7 separate regions of the Mus musculus genome follow, and all the other regions are linked to region 7. A link is a contact called in public Hi-C, promoter capture Hi-C and targeted proximity ligation data. All regions are on one chromosome and are shown on one strand. The core of a region is the stretch at or near the end of the contact, and the rest is flanking DNA. Distances in the headings are between cores, read along the strand shown.

Evidence for each region. Promoter capture Hi-C pulls out the DNA fragments that hold promoters and counts their contacts. A called contact is a pair of places that touch in the nucleus more often than the background predicts.
Region 1: a Hi-C map of muscle stem cells shows a contact between it and region 7, with 2.8 times the contacts expected there. A contact is called at or near these places in 1 of 39 promoter capture datasets (cranial neural crest), 3 of 484 Hi-C or Micro-C datasets (brain, cerebellar granule neurons and muscle stem cells) and 6 of 130 datasets of targeted methods (SST interneurons, a beta-TC-6 cell line, embryonic forebrain and 3 more).
Region 2: a promoter capture Hi-C map of hippocampal neurons shows a contact between it and region 7, with 2.2 times the contacts expected there. A contact is called at or near these places in 3 of 39 promoter capture datasets (cranial neural crest, hippocampal neurons and liver), 1 of 484 Hi-C or Micro-C datasets (nephron progenitors) and 7 of 130 datasets of targeted methods (SST interneurons, embryonic basal ganglia, embryonic forebrain and 4 more).
Region 3: a promoter capture Hi-C map of hippocampal neurons shows a contact between it and region 7, with 2.6 times the contacts expected there. A contact is called at or near these places in 9 of 39 promoter capture datasets (the 3T3-L1 cell line, the C10 cell line, the HPC-7 cell line and 5 more), 3 of 484 Hi-C or Micro-C datasets (cerebellar granule neurons, granulocyte-monocyte progenitors and nephron progenitors) and 8 of 130 datasets of targeted methods (cardiomyocytes, embryonic basal ganglia, embryonic forebrain and 5 more).
Region 4: a targeted proximity ligation map of embryonic forebrain shows a contact between it and region 7, with 7 times the contacts expected there. A contact is called at or near these places in 4 of 39 promoter capture datasets (3T3-L1-derived adipocytes, hippocampal neurons, neural stem cells and 1 more), 1 of 484 Hi-C or Micro-C datasets (nephron progenitors) and 9 of 130 datasets of targeted methods (VIP interneurons, embryonic basal ganglia, embryonic forebrain and 6 more).
Region 5: a contact with region 7 is called in a targeted proximity ligation map of forebrain, with 7 times the contacts expected there. A contact is called at or near these places in 6 of 39 promoter capture datasets (the 3T3-L1 cell line, cranial neural crest, embryonic stem cells and 3 more), 15 of 484 Hi-C or Micro-C datasets (B cells, LSK cells, adipose-derived mesenchymal stem cells and 11 more), 10 of 130 datasets of targeted methods (astrocytes, craniofacial prominence, embryonic basal ganglia and 7 more) and 2 of 9 other capture datasets (embryonic tail and embryonic trunk).
Region 6: a contact with region 7 is called in a promoter capture Hi-C map of neural stem cells. A contact is called at or near these places in 4 of 39 promoter capture datasets (cranial neural crest, embryonic stem cells, maxillary cranial neural crest and 1 more), 8 of 484 Hi-C or Micro-C datasets (LSK cells, adipose-derived mesenchymal stem cells, brain and 4 more) and 12 of 130 datasets of targeted methods (craniofacial prominence, differentiating embryonic stem cells, embryonic basal ganglia and 8 more).

The regions. Positions count from the first base shown.
Region 1 is chr19:26,937,789-26,940,488 of GRCm38.p6, reverse strand. No RefSeq gene overlaps it. Among named protein-coding and RNA genes, the nearest start is that of Gm815, 53 kb to the right of the region's middle.
Region 2 is chr19:26,794,428-26,797,127 of GRCm38.p6, reverse strand. All of the region lies in intron 1 of 4931403E22Rik (RIKEN cDNA 4931403E22 gene), which reads left to right. Among named protein-coding and RNA genes, the nearest start is that of Gm46648, 28 kb to the left of the region's middle.
Region 3 is chr19:26,822,545-26,825,244 of GRCm38.p6, reverse strand. 4931403E22Rik (RIKEN cDNA 4931403E22 gene) reads left to right here and starts at 1,338. Exons shown (of 4, transcript NR_045306.2): 1 at 1,338-1,397. Gm46648 (a long non-coding RNA gene) reads right to left here and starts at 1,379. Exons shown (of 7, transcript XR_001782660.2): 1 at 1,282-1,379.
Region 4 is chr19:26,768,869-26,771,568 of GRCm38.p6, reverse strand. It overlaps Smarca2 (SWI/SNF related, matrix associated, actin dependent regulator of chromatin, subfamily a, member 2), which reads right to left. Exons shown (of 33, transcript NM_011416.2): 29 at 526-631; 30 at 1-61. 4931403E22Rik (RIKEN cDNA 4931403E22 gene) reads left to right here. Exons shown (of 4, transcript NR_045306.2): 4 at 2,466-2,700. Among named protein-coding and RNA genes, the nearest start is that of Gm46648, 54 kb to the left of the region's middle.
Region 5 is chr19:26,844,593-26,847,292 of GRCm38.p6, reverse strand. The region is part of intron 2 of Gm46648 (a long non-coding RNA gene); the gene reads right to left. Among named protein-coding and RNA genes, the nearest start is that of 4931403E22Rik, 22 kb to the right of the region's middle.
Region 6 is chr19:26,862,556-26,865,255 of GRCm38.p6, reverse strand. The region is part of intron 4 of Gm46648 (a long non-coding RNA gene); the gene reads right to left. Among named protein-coding and RNA genes, the nearest start is that of Gm815, 22 kb to the left of the region's middle.
Region 7 is chr19:27,215,657-27,218,356 of GRCm38.p6, reverse strand. Vldlr (very low density lipoprotein receptor) reads right to left here and starts at 1,337. Exons shown (of 18, transcript NM_001161420.1): 1 at 661-1,337. The coding sequence starts at 742. All of the region lies in intron 3 of Gm35438 (a long non-coding RNA gene), which reads left to right.

The DNA.
Region 1 (2,700 bases), core at 154-2,653, 280 kb after region 7:
TGAAACTCTTACAGGGCTAAAGGTTTAGAAGAATATAGTCACACAGGCCTACTAAAGTCTTACAGGCCTTAGAGCAGGGTTGTTTGCTGGCTACTCCAAAGGGGAACCTGCCCTTTTCTGTTCTAGGTGCTAAGTGCTAGGTGCTGGTGGGTTTTCCTTGCCATGTGCACACACACACACACACACACACACACACACACACACACACACTCTTATTGTGATGTCTGCTTCTGAGTTTATAACATTTTAGGACTCTAACCCCTTCCTGCCTTCTATTATAAGGGCTGTGGTTAGGCCTACCCTGCATTCCAGGATAATTTCTCCTTGGCAGGACTGAATTCAGTTGCCTCAACAAAGGCCTTTGTTATTTATATGCCTCTTATTACTTATTATTACTGGCTAAGCTTAGAATGTGAGCACCCTTGGTGAGAGGAAAAACAGCACCACAGGTTTGAGCCAAGTTGGAAGCAAGGTCAGTACTCACCAGAATGATAGACAGTGGTCAGGCCCAGACCCAGGCTTCCCACAGAATCGCCATGAACTACATTAGATGGGGGCTTCTGAAGGCAAATCTCACGAGTTCACGGATGGACATCCCACTTTCCTCTACACGGGGACAAGCGGACATCCTGACATACTTCCTGTCTACGTACCTCCCACCTACTTGGGGTCAAGCTCATCCTATCCAGTTGGGACAACCAACCTTGTTTACTGAAGTGAAAACACATGGCTTGTTATCTTATACATACTGACCCCACCGTTCCAGGAAGTAATCTGTCCTTGGACAAGTGGGGCTTACAGGTTCAAGGCATTTTTGTTTTATAGATCTCTTAAACACAGTAATTAAAACTTAAAGCATAACTTTAGCCCTCGCATTTGGGAGCTGTTGTTTAGGAGAACTGTGTTCCTCTAATTGTTTTAAATATAAATATTTAAATTTAAATATAGCCCCTCTCGTAGTTTTAAATAAAAATTTCATGTGCTAACAGCTCTAGCATGAAGGATGCTATATTCAGAATAACGGGTAAAAAATTACCTGATATATCTTTGGGGCACAGAGTGACCTCAACAACATCCTTTTTCATTTTGGAGGACAAAGCAGAGAGGGAGGATGTTAGTCTGATATCCACGAGTAGAGATGGAACTTTTCAGTCCTGGCCTTGGAGGATCAAATATCATTTCTGGAAGGAATTCAGATGCCAGGATCTTGGCAGTGGTTGAGGCTCAGATTAAAAAGTTGTTTCTATCCTGATATTCAACTCTAACACATCTAGAAGGTCTAGGGACCACCCAGCAGCCTTCTCCTGTAACCCCCAGGAACCTGCAGGAAGAGACTCGGGCTGACATTGAAACCACACACTCAGTGCATCGGAATCCAGTAGTGCAGGGCATCGAGCCATGTCTGTTACTGAGCCCACCTCCCATTCCAGCCTCAAAAGCTCATAGGCCAGTTCTTTCAGCACGCAGGCCAAGCCGAGAGACTGCTTCTCTGTCATCATAGAGTCATCGAAATACACAAAAGCCTGTACTGGCTTGAACAACCACCGGAAGCTTTGTAGCAGACTCCACGGCTTATTGCTAAAAAGAACAGAAGCAGGTATGAAGACTCCAGGAGAAACAAAAAATAAAAAAAAAAAAAAAAAAAAAAAAAAAAAAAAAAAAAAAAAACCTCCGCTGAAGGAAAGCTAAGGCTTAGCAAATTGAGAGCTGCAGCAAAATTCGAGTGTATCTGAGGTGGAATCATATTTTAAAATAGTAACAGGAGTCTTAATTGTCTCATTTTTTTTTTTTTTGCTGTTATCCTGTAACTCTATAACAAGCTCAGACTTCAGGGATTCATTGTCATGGTGAATTTGTGTGGCTGCAACAAGAGAAAAAGGCTTTCATTTTCAAAAGCCCCACTCCAAGGGCACCTAAGGCGTAAACAACAGGCTAGGACAATTAATTGCTTGATGCGTTAGAAGAGGCCTCCATTCTAGACCAGGGAAGAGTCTCTGGAATTGGGATATAGTCATGGGCAGGGTAAAGAGAGAGACAAGGGAAGAGCAAGACTGAGTGTGTTCTATAGATTTGTGGGGGAGACACACAGATGTGTTGGGCATTGACCGGTTACTAACCTTAATCCCACAGATGGAAGGAGAAAGACCACTGACCCAAATTTCATGATCAAATTAATTAAAGCAAGCAATTAATTAAAGTGAGATTTTTTTAAATTATTATTACTATTCATTTACATGGGCTGCATTTTTGTAGGGTGGAGTTCAAGAGGTCAGCATTGGACTTAGGGAAGCTAAGGATTTTACAGCTCAGGGGTAGGTTTGTAAATGGGGGATTTGGCAGGCAAATAGGTGGGGTTACAAAAGCAGAGTATAACAAGGTGATCATACCATTGCATACACTAGCAAGATTTTGCTGAAAGGACCCAGATATAGCTCTCTCTTGTGAGACTATGCCGGGGCCTAGCAAACACAGAAGTGGATGCTCACAGTCAGCTATTGGATGGGTCACAGGGCCCCCAATGGAGGAGCTAGAGAAAGTACCCAAGGAGCTAAAGGGAACTGCAACCCTATAGGTGGAACAACAATATGAACTAACCAGTACCCGGGAGCTCTTGTCTCTAGCTGCATATGTATCAAAAGATGGCCTAGTCGGCCATCACTGCAAAGAGAGGCCCATTGGACTTGCAAACTTTATATGCCC
Region 2 (2,700 bases), core at 133-2,632, 420 kb after region 7:
AAGGAGAGGCCCATTGGACACGCAAACTTTGTATGCCCCAGTACAGGGGAACGCCAGGTCCAAAAAGGGGGAGTGGGTGGGTAGGGGAGTGGGGGTGGGTGGGTATGGGGGACTTTTGGTATAGCATTGGAAATGTAAATGAGCTAAATACCTAATAAAAATGGAAAAAAAAAAAAAAACTTCTTCAGAAATAATGTCTCTTCCAAAGTCTGATTGTCCAGGGCTACCTTCTCCAGGCTTTACCCTTCTAGACCTTGTTTATGCTCCCTGTCACTCTGCCCTAGGTCTGGCCTTGACTTTGGAACTAAGGTTAAAGCAATGCATTTGCTGACTATATCAAAGATAACAAATACAAGCCTTATAATTTAGTGGAAAATGAAGAAAGAGGAAGGGGGGAGAAGGAAGGAAGGAAGGAAGGAAGGAAGGAAGGAAGGAAGGAAGGAAGGAAGGAAGGAAGGAAGGAAGGCAGGCAGGGAAGGAAGAGGAAGGAGGAAGGAGGAAGGGGGAGGAGGAGGGAGGAAGAAGGAGGAGCCACAGCTGCTATGGCCACCACTAAAATGGGAGAGTCTTCTATAATATTTATATTATACTTTTCATGTGCTTGGTAGAACTCCCAAGCATGTAAGAAACGTAGAAAGTTCTAGGAGTGCAGTAGTCTGTGCTGGGTGATAAGTGTGGCAAACACCTAGGTGGGTAGTTGATGAATAAACTTCACCTCTGATTGTGCCCTCTGGTAATGTTAGGTGTCTCGTTTCTTCTCTGTGTGCCAAGTTAGCTGTTTGGATCCTCCTAGCTTCATTATGCCAAGGATATATAGGTCATTGAATCCACACCTCGGCTTTCTAAATGAGTCAGGCATGAATTAAAGCAATGATCAAGATGTGGAAACCCTAATGCTTAAAAATCTAGCTGAGCACAGAACTACTGAGCTGCCAGTCCTCGGGCTCACACAGCTGTTCTGTTAAATCATCACGAACAAGGAGCATCCTCAGACAGCCAAGGAGCCTGCAAGAATTCTGGAGGCAGGGGCATAGTGCCACTTTGTGCTGCCCAGTCACAAGTCTGTAATCTCTGTTAATGAGCTGGGGAAGAAGCCACCCCCTGACTGAGTTAGTACCCTGATGGCTTTCTAACAGCCCAGAGGTAGATGTGGGCAAGAAACAACCTTTTCAAACTTCAGGCTTGCTATTTTCTTTCCTGGAAGCTGTTTGGGCTTCACCTCTGGGGGCCTGTGGTGACTTTGGAGGGAGAATGGAAGGGGCTGGACACATTTGTTGGTGTCTTTCAGTCTTACAAGGCAAAAACTCTTAATGCACAGTATGAGACTGGCAAGAATAACTGTTCTCTGGCATCACAATAGAAAATTCTGTCTGTGGGCAGAGCTGCGACTGTGCAATATGCTTCTATGGCCGCATTAAAAAATGGGAAAATTTTAGAGCAATTTTAGGCTAGCTGTTAAATTGAAAGGAAGGTTCAGAGACATTTACGTCCTCCTACTCCCTCCACACCTGAATTCTCGCCCTTGTCAACACTTCCCCAGAGTGTTCTAAATTATTAGCCTACATTCCATTATTTCACACTCAGGCTCATTGTTGGTGATGTACAGCTTACAGTTCTAACCCATACACAACAGCCTGCATCTACCATTACAGTAACATGCAGAATAACTTGGCTGCCCGAAAGTGTTCCCTGCTCCTGCTTTCTGTTTCCACCATACTCATGTCTTCCCTTGAATGTCCAGTGAGTGACAGGCTATGGCAGTTCCAGGTCAGCTTCTTTTGCTTTTCCTCCATGTCTGCCATGGCTCAATTGTTCCTTTTGGGGCCCTGAGCAATATTCTGTTGTCTGTACCACAGTGCTTCTACTTACCTGGAAAAGGACGTCTTGGTTGGCTCCTTCCAAGTTTTGGAAGTTATAATAAACCTGCTGTAAATATTCATATGTAGGTTTCTGTATGCACATTTTTACTTTTTCTTCTTTTTTTTTTTCCTTCCCTTTTTAAATTTCTCAGAGTCCAGGCTGGCCTCAAACTCAATCTGCTGGCTATTTATTTATTTAGTCAACTTGACACAAACTAGAGTCTTCTGGAAAGAGGGAACCTCCTTTGAAAGAAATACCTCCATCAGACTGGCCTGTAGGCAGGACTATGGGGGGCATTTTCCTGGTGAGTGTGAAAGGGCCCATCTCATTGCGTGGTGTCAGTGCCACCCTGGGCATCTCATCCTAGGTCACATAAGAACAGTAGATAAGCATGTCACGAAGAGCAAGCCAGTAAGCAGCGTTCTTCCATGGTTTCTGCTTCACTCTATGTCCCTGTCCTCTGTGTTGGAATCTGATCAGGGAATGTAAGCCAAATCAAACTTTCCTTCCTAAGTCAGTTTTGGTCAGTCTCTTTATTACAAAACAGAAAACATACTAAGATGCTCTGGGCCACTAAGCAAGCATCACCATGCCTGGCTTACCTATTTGCAGTCCCCCCCCCCCGTCCCCCCCCCCCCCCCCCCCCCCCGGTGAGTAGCCAGCAGCATACTTGCTGGACCATATGGTGTTTATTTACACACTTTCAAAGCAGCCATACATTTCTACCAGCAAAGAAGGAGGCTTCCTGCTGCCAACAGTCCTCTGGATGGGGCCAATGGCAACAGCAGTTCTCTTTAAATTCACATTTCCCTGGTCATAGCAGGTAGAGAGTATCTTTCT
Region 3 (2,700 bases), core at 89-2,588, 390 kb after region 7:
CCATTGTTGGTGGGATTGCAAGCTTGTACAACCACTCTGGAAATCAGTCTGGCAGTTCCTCAGAAAACTGGACATAGTACTACCAGAGCAATACCTCTCCTGGGCATATATCCAGAAGATGTTCCAACTGGTAAGAAGGACCATGCTCCACTATGTTCATAGCAGCCATATTTATAATAGCCAGAAGCTGGAAAGAACCCAGATGTCCCTCAACAGAGGAATGGATACAGAAAATGTGGTACATTTACACAATGGAGTTCTACTCAGCTATTAAAAAGAATGAATTTATGAAATTCCTAGGCAAATGGATTGACCTGGAGGATATCATCCTAAGTGAGGTTACTCAATCACAAAATAACTCACATGATATGTACTTACTGATAAGTGGATATTAACCTAGAAACTTAGAATACCCAAGATACAAGATACAATTTGCAAAACACATGAAACTCAAAAAGAACAAAGACCAAAGTGTGGACACTTTGCCCCTTCTTAGAATTGGGAACAAAACACCCATGGAAGGAGTTACAGAGACAAAGTTTGGAGCTGAGATGAAGGGATGGACCATCTAGAGATGGCCGCACCCGGGGATCCATCCCATAATTAGCCTTCAAATGCTGACACCATTGTTTATGCCAGCAAGATTTTGCTGAAAGGAACCTGATATAGATGTCTCTTGTGAGCCTATGCCGGTGCCTGGCAAACACAGAAGTGGATGCTCACAGTCAGCTATTGGATGGAACACAGGGCCTCCAATGGAGGAGCTAGAGAAAGTACCCAAGGAGCTAAAGGGATCTGCAACCGTATAGGTGGAACAACATTATGAACTAACCACTATCCCCAGAGCTCATGTCTCTAGCTGCATATGTAGCAGAAGTTGGCCTAGTCTGCCATCATTGGGAAGAGAGGCCCCTTGGTCTTGCAAACTTTATATGTCCCAGTATAGGGAAACGCCAGGGCCAAGAAGTGGGAGTGGGTGGGTAGGGGTGTTGGAGGGGGAGGGTATGGGGGAGTTTTGGGATAGCATTGGAAATGTAAATGAGGAAAATACCTAAAAAAAAGAAAAGAAAAGAAACAGGGTTAGATTAAGAAGCACATAAAGGATTAGTAAAGCAAACTTCATGGTAAACCTATCAGGGATAGAGGACCAACTAAGGAAAAGACAATCAATCATAGGCTTTCTTTCTCTCTGATTCCTGGGCATCATAAGATGTTCTGTCCCCAATAAAACCCAATAAAATGGGTTGAAACCTTTGAACTGTGAGGCAAAATAGGTCCTACCTTCCTTAAGTGGCTATAACCGATACTGTGTCATAGCAACCAAAGTTGCTGTTGTCATAGCAACAAGAGCTTCCTTGGCGTGATCATTTGAGATGAAACAGTGCTAATACTTTGAGGTATGACAGTGATACTATGAGCTTAACAGGGAAGAAATATACAATGTAGCCACTGATCTACTGGGTGATGCTGTTAATAGTTTGCAGAAATAGTTAAAGAATGATTAAGGGTTAAAGTTAAATGAACAGAAAATCAATTAGTTCTGAGAAGTGGAATATTTAGTTTACTAGGGAAAAAATGCTTCCAAGTAAATAATTTACAATTCTTATGCCACTGTTATTTTTACTTTCCATTATCAACAAATTAACAATGTGTATGGGGGGGGGTAATGTGATTTTCTTCCTATATTTTTGAGCTTTATGGTGGGGTCTAATTGCTATTATTTCTCCCCAGCTTCAATAAAGCTTGGCTTGAGTTTTAACCTGGAGGCAGCATTCATTCATCCAAAATGCACATTGGCCTTTATCGTTATATAGGCCACACTTTCACTTTACAACTGGAAAAAAAAATCAATATTCTGTAAGATATCTCAAATATAAGCATGAAGCCTTTTAATTGAGTCAAGTTTTGAGCTCCAGGAATTCTCATTATTTTCTTCTAAAACCTTAAGTGTTCCCTCCTCCCAGCTATAGCCCCTGTGCCATCCTGTACTCATTTGTCCCATCCATCAGTTGGGCCACTTAGGTCCTCCATTCCTTGGTCTGACCTCCATTTTCAGAACTGAGGAAAGCTGCTGTGCAGAAGGCTTCGTGTAGAATAGATATGCAAAGCTGGTTTGGAAAAGTGGACAGTACTGCACAGATGAAGTAAATGGTGGCCCAGGGCCATCAGTGAGTTTTTTACTAGTCACCTCTGCTCCCTTTCTGCACGTTAACACACGGGGCCCCTAAAGGAATAAGACAGTCATTTTGCTCTTGTGAGATTACTTGCAGCCTTCCTGGCAACAAGCCTTATTGGGATTCCTGTCCCTCAGAAGAGAAGTGATGGCCTGTCCAGATAGCCTGGAAAGAAGGGTCCAGGCCTCCTGGGAACAGCGCTTGGTGGCGGAAGGTCTTGTGGCATAGACATGTGTTTTGAATCGCTCTTGCTACCTCCTGTGGTGACATCTGATCACACAGCTGCCTCACGATCTCTCAGGATCTCAGGGCGGTCACAGCACGGAGCTCTGTACATCTATCCACTGGCACCCGTTGATCAGCCCTGGAGTGCTGCGCCTTTGAGAGCAGGTTCCGCGGGGCTTCATGATTTCCAACATCCCCGACTTAAATTACAGGCTGCCTGGCAGAAAGAGGAACTGAAGGAAAGAGGTGCCGGAAGCAGTGAGACAGGCTCTGGACTCAACACAGTTGGTCTCCTGTCATC
Region 4 (2,700 bases), core at 94-2,593, 450 kb after region 7:
GAAGCATGACGTCTTTCTCCAGGTCTCCCAGGCTCCGATACTTATGATTACGGATTCGCTCCTGAGGGGAATTTCGGGTGAAAACAGAAGAGGGATATGTAACCGCCCTTACTTGTTTAAGGAAGCCCACATTTCCCTTTGTCTTCAAAGCATTTGGCCTTGTTGGGTGGGCGGGGCTGAGCAACCCCAAGGGCGGGGCGTCACTGACCAGGACCACCCTCCCACCAGTGATCTTCAGGACAAGGGAAGGAAGGTGCACGGAGCGGGGAAATGAATGGCAATGGAGGGACAGAAAGGTTCTCAGAAACATGCAGTGTGTGTAATCTGAGCTTGCGGTGACCAAATGACATGCACGGGAAGGATGGATGCCATCCATCCGGGCCCGGCCTATCCTGGGGCAAGCCTTGTGTAGGTCAGTGGTTAGCAACCAGGAGGCCACGGCCCCAGCCCCACCTAGAATCACAACAGAGCATCCATGCATCCTCCTTTGTGTACTCGAAGAACAACAGGGAACAGAGTATCTACCTTTATCTTTTTGAAATCCACTGGCTTCCTAATTAATTCATAGTATTCTGGTAAGTCTTTCCTGGAAGGTAACTGAATGAAGACTTCACTGAGCTGTCGCCCTGAACTGCAGGATGGGGGAGACAAACAGAAACAAAGAAGATGAAGCACTCCTCAGCGAGGGGGTCATTTCAGAGACTCGTCAACACAGCAAAGGAGGTCACACACACACACACACACACATACACACACACGGGGGCTCTGGGAGTGGAGTGAAAGCCCACCACCGCTCTGGAGGCTGATGCCCCACATGCTGGCTTCAATCACATGAGAGCACAGTTATGTCCCCGCTTCTGTCACACACACACACACACACACACACACACACACACACACACACACACACAATGTGGCAAGTACCCTGTGGATTCTCCTGTCAGGAGCTAATCTCTTCTCATCATGACAGAAATATTTAAAATAACTGATTGAGCCCCAAGTCCCATTTTAAATGAAAAACAGGGTTGGTTAAAAGAAGGCGCATAGCCCTGACTCCCCGTGTTGCTTTTGTCTTCAGATTCACTGTGTATTTGGAAAATATGTTAAAATATACAGAGCAATGCTAATGTGAAGCCGCTGTATGCTCCCACAATCCTTTACGTGTTTCTACACACCACGGAGCCCCTCCCATTGTCCCTTGCCCGAGGAGCCCCTTCCCGTCCCCCAAATGCACTTATGTGGAGCAATTTGGACAAATGAGAACAATTGCTAATGTGCGTGCTGTGTGTTTCTCGGCTCTGAGCTGCACCCTCCCCCCTCCTCCCCCAGTGCATGGTGGGTTTATTGAAAGCAGGTTTAGTAGAGAGATGCTTTAGCCTTTTGTCATCTAGGAGGGCAGGCTGCAGAGCAACAAGCTTTCCACGTCAATTGAAAGCTGGAAGCAGGCACGGTTAAAGGTACAAAGGAGGATAACTGAGGTTCAGGACCCCAACACCTGAGCTGGCCTCGCCAAATTAATAACAGCTTGTGATATATGGTCTAGTCATTTTCCACAAAACTCTTACTGCCTTTAGGATGGCATCTCCAGTCCCTTTGTGTGGCCAGAAACATCAAAAGATAATCATAAACACCACCACCACCACCACCACCACCCCCCCGGCACGCATGTAAATTTTGGAAGGTGGCTGCACCAGGGCTTAGGAATTGTCAGAGGCAGCAGCAAGGCATGAGTGACAATATGCCGTTTTAATCCACAGTCCCAGTTGTATAATTAAAAAATAATCATAATGACAGTTATCATAAAAGAGGCATGCGCACTAACTCAAGTGGTTGCCTAGCAACCAGTGGGGGAAAAGCTGAAGTGCAAAGGGGCCTGCATAAATTAACCGACAATCCTCAGTCAAAGGATGGGCAAGTTTTTTCAGCTATGGCGGGTCACTGTTTTGTTTTATTTTTAATGCTTAGATGAGCCTCATGAATACTAAAATTGGGGACAAACCCAGGAGGTTTAAAAACAAGACTACTGAATGCTAGGAAATTAGATTCTTGGATTACAGTGGCAAGAACCAAGGTGTTCTCTTACCCCTCCAACCCCTGCAGACTGAGATATGTTTATATGTCCATAATTTGCATCATGAAGTATACAGCACATTTCCTTGTTTACAATCAGTTCCAACACAGGACCACAACTGCTGCTGTGCATTTCTACCCGTTTTGAAATTGATGAACTCATATATTACCTTTTTTGAAAAAAAAAAAGAACATCTTACTAGTGACAAAAAGTAGTCTCTCTGTGTGTTGATTTTTTTATTTCTGTAAGTATTTTCTTCAAGTGTTTTCATAAGCTGGCATCAATCCACACACTGGACCTTCCTGTAGCCCTGGCTTTAAAACCTGACCCTCACTGACATCTTCAGTGTCATTTCCTATAGTCCCATCAGATGGTGTCATTTTTCTATTGACAGATTACAAGCACATCTTGGCTGCGCACACCTGTGATGGACGGACTCTCAATTTCACCTGTGCTCAGGGTGAAGTAGGAATTAAACGCTATGGACTAGACCCAAGGATTCACTAGAACTTCAACTGAATGCAAAGCCACAAAGGTCACCCGTGCCTGCCTGCCTCCTCTCTCCAGGCAAACCTGCAGGCCCTAGGTCCACTGAAGGAACAAGTCCAGAGACACCCAGGCTCAGAAGA
Region 5 (2,700 bases), core at 138-2,637, 370 kb after region 7:
CTTCTTCTGTTCCATTGCACCATGGTCAGACCTTGGCCCCACTGTTTGCCATTGGTCTCACCTTGGCTGCCTCTTCTCTTTCTTCCTTCCCCACCCTCACACTTTTTTCGAATGGCCTGAAGGCCTGTATTCTTTTAGAACAGTGGCACTGTGGGTCCCAAAGGAAGAAGAAGAAAGGTGTTTGAAATTGCTGCCTGCTGAGAAATTCATTGGTGTCGGACATCAGAGCACCATCCTAGTAGGGGAGAAGCTTGAGCCATTCAGTTTTATTCTGTGACATCCTATTGTTTGCTCTGAATGGCTCTCACCTTACAGCAAGTGACAGATGCTGATTCTGGAGCCACTGAGAGTGACCATGGCCTGGGAACACAGATTTATGGTACCCCCAATTCTATGTTCCAAAGTGGAAACAGATTTATGAAATTTTATAGAACAAAGAAGGTCATAAATCACGGTAGGTTTAAAATACATTAGTGGGCACATCAGAAAAGTAGTTACAGCAAGACAGAGGGACGCTTTCTATAGGCCCAAGATGTTATCTGATGGCATCCGCAGATCTGAGTTATTGGGAGCAATGGTCTGCTAAGTTATTAGATTCCCAAAGTTTTCTATTAGTTACCCGATGTTAGTTCAGACACATAAGTGGGCAAGGAATGGCTGTTCCAGAGGGCTTAAACTAGCCCAAAATAAGCTAGCCTCTGGACCTGCAGCATTCTAATCTCTCCACAGTACTGAGATTCTAATCAGTCAATCAGTGTCCAAAAGACACAGCTTCTTTTCGGGAATTCTTGTTCACCTAGAGAAGGCTGACCCTCGCTGATCAGCAACTAGAGACAGAGGTGTAGTCAACCAAATTAAGTGGGGCTCAGCCAAGGTAAACAGAGTCAGTATGGGGGGGGGGGGGGGAACGACGATGGACTGAAACAGTAACCACAAAGGCCTAGATTCTTGGCCAGACAGCAGGCAGCAGTGAGCTTTCCATATTTTACAGGCATCCTAGACCATACCCTTTAGAACCTTAGCAACCAGGGGCCATTGGAGTGGTAGCTCAGAGGTTAAGGACACTGGCTGATTTTGTAGAGCACCTGGGTTTGGGGGTTTGGACCTCAGACACCCTGTGGCAGCTCACAAGCACCTGTTAACTCCAGTTCCAGGGAATCTGATGCCCTCTTCTGATCTCCACACCCATGGAGTACACGTGTGATACATATACCTACATACAGCATACATAAATAAATCTATAAAGCTTCAGTACTATCCAACAGTGTCTCTCCCATGTCTTCTCAAACAAAACACTTCCCTTAAAAAACGGTGGTATAGGAGGCATCAAGACATCCAGAGAAAGCCCCATTGTAGCTACAGGGAGAGAGGAAAGGGCGTGTCGCATGCAAAAAGGGCATTACAGGGTTAACACAGCAAAGCTTGCACAAAGGATGAAGGAGGAGAGAGAGAGAGAGAGAGAGAGAGAGAGAGAGAGAGAGAGAGAGAGAGAGAGAGAAGAAAGAGAGAGAGAGAGAAGAAAGAGAGAGAGAGAGAAGAAAGAGAGAGAGAGAGAGAGAAGAAAGAGAAATCGGTTGCCCCGGAGTGGAGGAGGGGAAACCTTCCACGCGGTCTTCTAGCATCAGGAGGTGCATTTCCATTTCAGAGCAAACTCAGCTACAAATGGGGTAGCTAGGAGCATGTCCCTACTTAGGAAGCAGATAAAACATCCTCCCAATGCCTTTGATGAATATTCGAGCACGTTTGAAACGTGCACAGCCTGGGAACCCCAAGCAGAGCTTGGTTGATTCTTGGTTGGAGAGAAATCCCTGCCTGGATAAACCCAGGCCTGAAACGGGCCACGGAGGCGGTGGGAGGCAAAACATGGACTGGATTTAAGAAGAGAAGCGCTGCAGCAGGGCTCTGCAACCAGGAGCCTCTGGAGGAGGCAGAGGCTCTTCGCCAAAAGGAACATTATTTGAGTACCTCCCAGCCCCAGGGCTAGTCACTGGTGGGAACCTGGGAGGGGCCGAACATGCTGTTCAGAATAATTTAGGAGGCAGAATATTCTTCCTGCTTGGTAGTGTGAAATCACTTATTTATGGCTCCCATTCAGACCCGGGTTTGTAGATAATCCCTCTTTCTAAGCAGTCGAACTCATGAATGTTTATCTTGCAAATCAAGCTGACACTAACAGCTTTTGTCCACTCGGGCATACATCAAGGCCTACCTTCTCCCTAGCACGTTTCTCCCTCATCAGCATGCTTGTCTCAGCCTCTTGGATCCCTAAAAGGCTTGCTCCGCCCCAAACTGACCTGGGGTCTCCAGCAACAATCAAGGGGCTTGTCTGCCAAGTGCTTGGGCCAACTTGGAACCTTGAGCTCCAGGCCCCCATAGAAACAGCAGTGACAAATGGACCGCCCTCCCTACCCCCGCCCCTCTGTGCTCCCACCCTTCAACCCCCAACCCGGGACAGAAGGAGGTAACCCATTGAAGGGCCTCCTAGGAGCTGGAGACCTTCACCCTGGATTTAGATTTCTACCCTTAAACATAAATGGCAAACTAAGTCAGAACAAAACCCAGGCCCTGGAAAAAGGAAGCCATAAAACAATCCCATTTATATGATGGGAGGACCAAAGACAAAAGACATACCGCCAGCCAGGATGCATAGATCCGAAATAATGAGATCAGATAGGAGACTGTGGATGCCAAAGACAGCCC
Region 6 (2,700 bases), core at 181-2,680, 350 kb after region 7:
AGAACAAGAACCAGAGAGCGATGCACAGGGCCATTCTCGGCCTAGTCTGGTCACTTCTCAGATGAGAAAACTGGGCCAAATACAAAGAAAGGGACTTTTCTCAAAGCAATGCATTCAGAGAGGAGAGGAGGAGAAAAGCCTCCGTCAGATCTGCTCCACGTGATCCATGGCGATCTGAGTCACGTGACAAGGACGACCAGAATCCTGTGGGGAGTAGTCCTGAACTGAGGGAGGAGGTTAAACGCTGACGAACGAGAGATGATGATGGTGGTAAGCACACCATGCTTTCCTCCTGGCATCATGTGAAGAATTTTGGAAGCTTGGGGACAGTTTATTTGAAGGATGTGATGCCCATAAAGTTATCCAGTGCCAGCCCAGATACCCTTTTTTTCAGAATGTGGTGTCCTGGATGCCTCTCTGAAACAATTCCTGAGGATGCCATGGTCCGTTCCAAAGGCTCAGAAGTCAGAGAGGAAAATGTGGGTCTCCACTGGACCCAGTATCATTTCAGGAAAGAAGCGGGAAGTCAAGGATGCTTGATGTGGGAACTCACTCAAGTCTTTGGTCCTGATGACAGGCATTTGCATATGACTTACACAGATTCTCCACAGGGATAGCTGTCTTCTTGGGGACCCCACAACCCCACACCCCACACTGAGTCACAGATAAGTTCCTGATAAGTGGGTTGGCGCTTCTCTGACAGTTCAAGGGTCCATACATAAAAGGCAGCCATGCTATGCATTTGGCATAAAGCACTTAAAACTTGGGACTTGAGCTCTTGATCAGTGACTATTAAAATAGTATCCCCCTCAGTCCTTCAGAACTGTGAGGGCTCAGGAGTCTTTGAAGATGAAGTGGGCATTTGATCCTAAACCCACCACCACCACCATAGCAGCAGGACTCAGGCTTGCTAGCACATCTGCTTTTCACCCCTTCAAAGGTTACAGATAAAAGAGCCCCAGGACTCAGTGGCTCCCAGTAGGCTACTGGGTTAACCCAGCCACATTTTGTCACTTGGTCAATGCCATTATTTGGACCTGGGTGTTCCCCAGATCACATCAGTCCTCAATCGGTGTTTTCCTCTGATGTCACAAGCCCCAGAGCCTGCCCCAGATCTTGAGAGACTCATTGATTTCATGTCAACCAGGGACTGAAGAGAGCACCTTCAGTTCAACAAACATAACTGCCACCGACTCGAACATGAGACAGCCTGTCCCTGAGGTGCCATGTCACTGAGCAAGGACACCTCCCCCATATACAGCACGGTCCCTTTGTTCTGGGCCAGTTAGTCCCTCTTTAACTGTACTGTCCTCTCTGATTCATCCCTCTCGCTCAGGCAGAGTGACTCAGAAAGTGCTGTGTAAAGCCTTGCTCCGCTTAATTGATAAAACACCATCAAGCCAAAGAGGGGCTCTGTGGAGTCCAAGGACAGACAGAAGGAGATTGCTAAGCAACATGCTGGGAGGCTGTGGGTGCAGGCAGCTGAGAAGGGACACCAGAGGCCTGGCTGGGCTGGCCTTCAGCCATTTGGAACATAAACCTCAGAAGAAGACAAAAGGGCCCGGCCACAAGTTCACAAATGCCACCCAGGAACACAAACCAGAGGCAGGCCACACACATTTGCAGCATGAGAAGAGCCACTTGACTGTTTTAGTCATCTCTTAAACATCTCTGATTTTATATATATATATATATATATATATATATATATATATATATATATATAATATGCAAAGGGCTTTGGTGAGGCAAGATGTTACACACAGAAAAAGGATGGTTTCTGCAATGGGCACACTGGGCCTTCTGTCATAGCAAAGGATGTGAAAACGTGTGTGAAGTATGTATAGAAATGCACATATGTGTACACATATAGATTCCTCCTCTGCATACTGACTGAGCAAATGCAGACCCTTTGTGGTTGGGCTAACAACTGATATTATACTTTTAAAATATTTTTAAAGTTTAAATATTGGAAACAAATGCTATTGGCTTCAGCAACAAAAAGTTTACATAAAGGACAGAGATGTTAGCCAAATTTGATGATGGCCCATGCCTGTAATCTCAGCACTTGAGAGGCTGAAGTAGGACTATTGCCATGAGTTTAAAGCTAGCCTGGGCTAAAGAATGAATCTATGCATTTAAAGGAACAAAATACAGCTCTCAGCATTAAACCTTCTCTCTCTCCCTCTTTCTTTCCTTTCTTTCTTTCCTTTCCTTTTCTTTCTTTTCTTTTCTTTTCTTTTTCTTTTCTCTTTCTTTCTTTTCTTGACAGAGTTAGAGAATAAGATATCTCTGATGATAAAGGGAATGGAATCTGGATTCCCTTTATCCCAACTCAAGAGAATTACTTGCAGTATTCACAATCAAAAGGGAGGACAGTAGGAAATGCTTGCTGAGGTGATGGTGACCCGCGTGGTGACTAAAGGACCCCTCTATTTAGCTACTTGCTGGTTTGATTTGTGGGCTTCTCTTAAGAGACTTTTGGTACCAGGTCAGTTTGTGTTTTCTACCATAGGCAAGTGTTTACCAAGATTGCTATGGTTTAGAGCATGGGAGATCGGAGGTGGGGAAAGCCTTTGAATCATTGGACTGCAAACCCAATGCCACAGTGAAATGGAGGGGAGTGGAGACTGGGGAAGAAGGGCTTACAAACTGATGGCTTCCTCAGGTGGGGACCGTATTAAACAAAACCAGTCTTAC
Region 7 (2,700 bases), core at 88-2,587:
CAGTCCAGTTGAAAGCCACTCTTGGAGCCCGAGAGACGGCCCGGCGCCTGGGGAGTCTCAGTCCCGGGCGCAGGCTGCGTACTTGTCATGGCTCGGCCTCCAGGCTGCCGCCCACCGAACGTGCGCTTGCTCACGGCAGCGCGAGGACTCCCGGCTCGGCCGGCACCTGGCGCCCGGTGTCCTCGGAGACGCCCACCTTCACCCACTGTGCGCTCTCAACCCTGCTTAAGTCTGAGGGGCGCACTCGGGCTTCCAGGCCCCGTGCTCTGCCACGGTCCTAACAGCCCGCCTGGCAGAGGAGGCAGAACCATTGTTCAGTGGCTCCAAAGCCCACATCCCCTAGCCCTTGTCAATGGGGGGTGAAAACCATGTAAAACAGAGGTTCTGGGAAGAAGGGGGACACAGAAGAATGACAACAAGTTCAAGGGACGCTTTAGGACACCCTAAACCCCACCGTCCCCCGGGCCTGGCTCCCAGTAACCTCGGCTCTGACAGCTCAGAGGCGCCACCCGGGTGGGGAGGGGAGGCAGGAGAGGAGCGTGGAGAGGCGCCTGCTAGGAGGGGATGGGCAAGAGGAGCCCCGGGGTCCCCCAGAACGCGGCGATCGCGGACGCCTCGGCTTGTTTCGGGCCGAGTGCGGAGGGGCGCGTCCCCACTCACCGCTTGCAGTGGCGCCGCTGTCCCGGGGCGCCCAGCACAGCGCGAGCAGCAGCCACAGCGCCCAGCGCGCGGACGTGCCCATGCTGCCCGCCCGGATGGTGCCTCCGTCGCGCCGTCGTTGTCGCCGTTCGCTCCGCACAACAAGTTACCAGCCCTTCGGAGAGGAAGAAGGAGGTGGGGGCGGGGAGGGAGGAGACGAGGAGGAGGGGGAAGGAGTGAAGAGCCGGGAGCACGGAGAGCACGCAAGGAGCGGGCACCCTTTCCCTGCAACTTGCACACTCTACTCCCCGCCAGCCACCCACCCAACCACCCACCCGGTCACCTCCCCCGCCGCGGCCGCGGTGTGCGCGCGGACCCTGCGGGCGGAAAATAATGCAGGCGTTGCAGAGAAGGGGAGGGAGAGGGGAGGGAACGGCGCGGGAGGAGGGGGCGGGGAGCCCGTTCGCCACCGAGGACAGCTCAAGTGAGCGGTTTGGGGGCAACCACCCGGGCGGCCGCAGGAGCGCGGCCGAGCGGCGCGGGGACCCCAGCGGGGGAGCTCAGCCCAGCAGCTCAGGCACGCACCGCTCTCCCGCGCGCAGTGAGGAGGGTGCGGGGGCAAGTGGCAGCGTGCGTGCGTGAGTGGCTGGGGCTGGGGCTGTCGCCGCCGCCATCCGGATGGCTCCAGGGGCTCGACTGCTCCGCGCGTTGGCCCGGGGCTCACGGGGGACCCGGGGCGGCCGCTGGTTGGCTCGCGCACCGTCCTCACCTCCAATCCCGGGTGCCTGTCCTAATTTCCTGATCCAGGGAACCTGCGGCCGCAGCAGCTGTGCGCTCCCTAGCTCCCTACAGTTGCTACTGTACCCTCCTGGCGCCTTGGCTAGGAGCGCTGATGCAACTATTGCTGCTCTTGCCACCGCCTCCAGGCTTGATGGGGCTGGCAGTTGAGGGGTCTGGGGGGCAGCAAGGAACCCTTTTCCTCCCTCTCCTGAGCCCCTAGGAAGGGCTGATGTAGTGAGGTCGGTAGGTAGCATCTTCCGGGGGACTCTTCTTTCCAACCTGAAAGTGATGAAGAGGAGGGGTGCGAAAGCTCCGCTGTTCTGCTGTGGGGTTCGGAGTCCCATCTCAATGGCAAGCTGAGATGCCATTTTGTTAAAAATTAAATGTGGCTTTAAGTAAGAGTGTGTGAAAGAGAAAGAGAGAAAGAACAAGAGCGCTCCCGCGGTTGTGGCTTGTCCTCTGTAATAGAACAAGACTAAAATAACCGAGTCTGGGATGGGGAGGAGGGAAATTGCCAGCGCAGCTCTGCATTCTCTCATCAACGATTAGAGTTAATTGCTAATTGCACAAAATGATAGTTTGAGGGCCTGTAATTAAAAGCTTAACCTTTTTCTGGTTGGAGGAAGGGGACCCCGGTAGATTTATTCTTGGTATAGTTTGTAACGTTCAATTATAAGCATTGTGGAGGGAAAGAAGTCAACCCTCCCAGAGAGGATAGATTGGAGGGAGGTGGGTGCCAGACAGGACCTAAGTTTATGGTTTGTTCTTAGTGTACTTCAGTTTTCTTGAACACATCGCCTTGGTTGAGATGCTTTCTGTGGTATACCACAGATTTTTCCAAATTATTTCACCTGTTAATATGTGTGTATGTGCTTCTGTTTTATAAGTTGCTGTACCTCGAATGAATCAAAGTTGACAGATTTCAGATTCCATGTCCTAGCTTCCTTCTGGCATTGTAATGTCACCTTGGTTCTCTTGAGCAGTTCTCTGGGGACAGTCTACTAGGAGAGATGTTCTCATGTACCCAGGAGACCCTGGGGGTAATTCTCAGCCAGGGTACATTTTGATCGGTGTAATTTAGCCTCATTGTGATGGATAATCTCACATGCAGATGGGGTCTTTCAAAGCTGCTCACTGTGGATGCTGTTGTGTATAATCAGAGGGTAGGAGATGGGCGGAAACTGCATGGTGAACACGTGATCACAGCCAGTACCAGTCCACAGACCAAGTTTGAGGGGGATGGTCTAACTTTCGTATCCCTGGGGCTTGAAAAGCTCATAG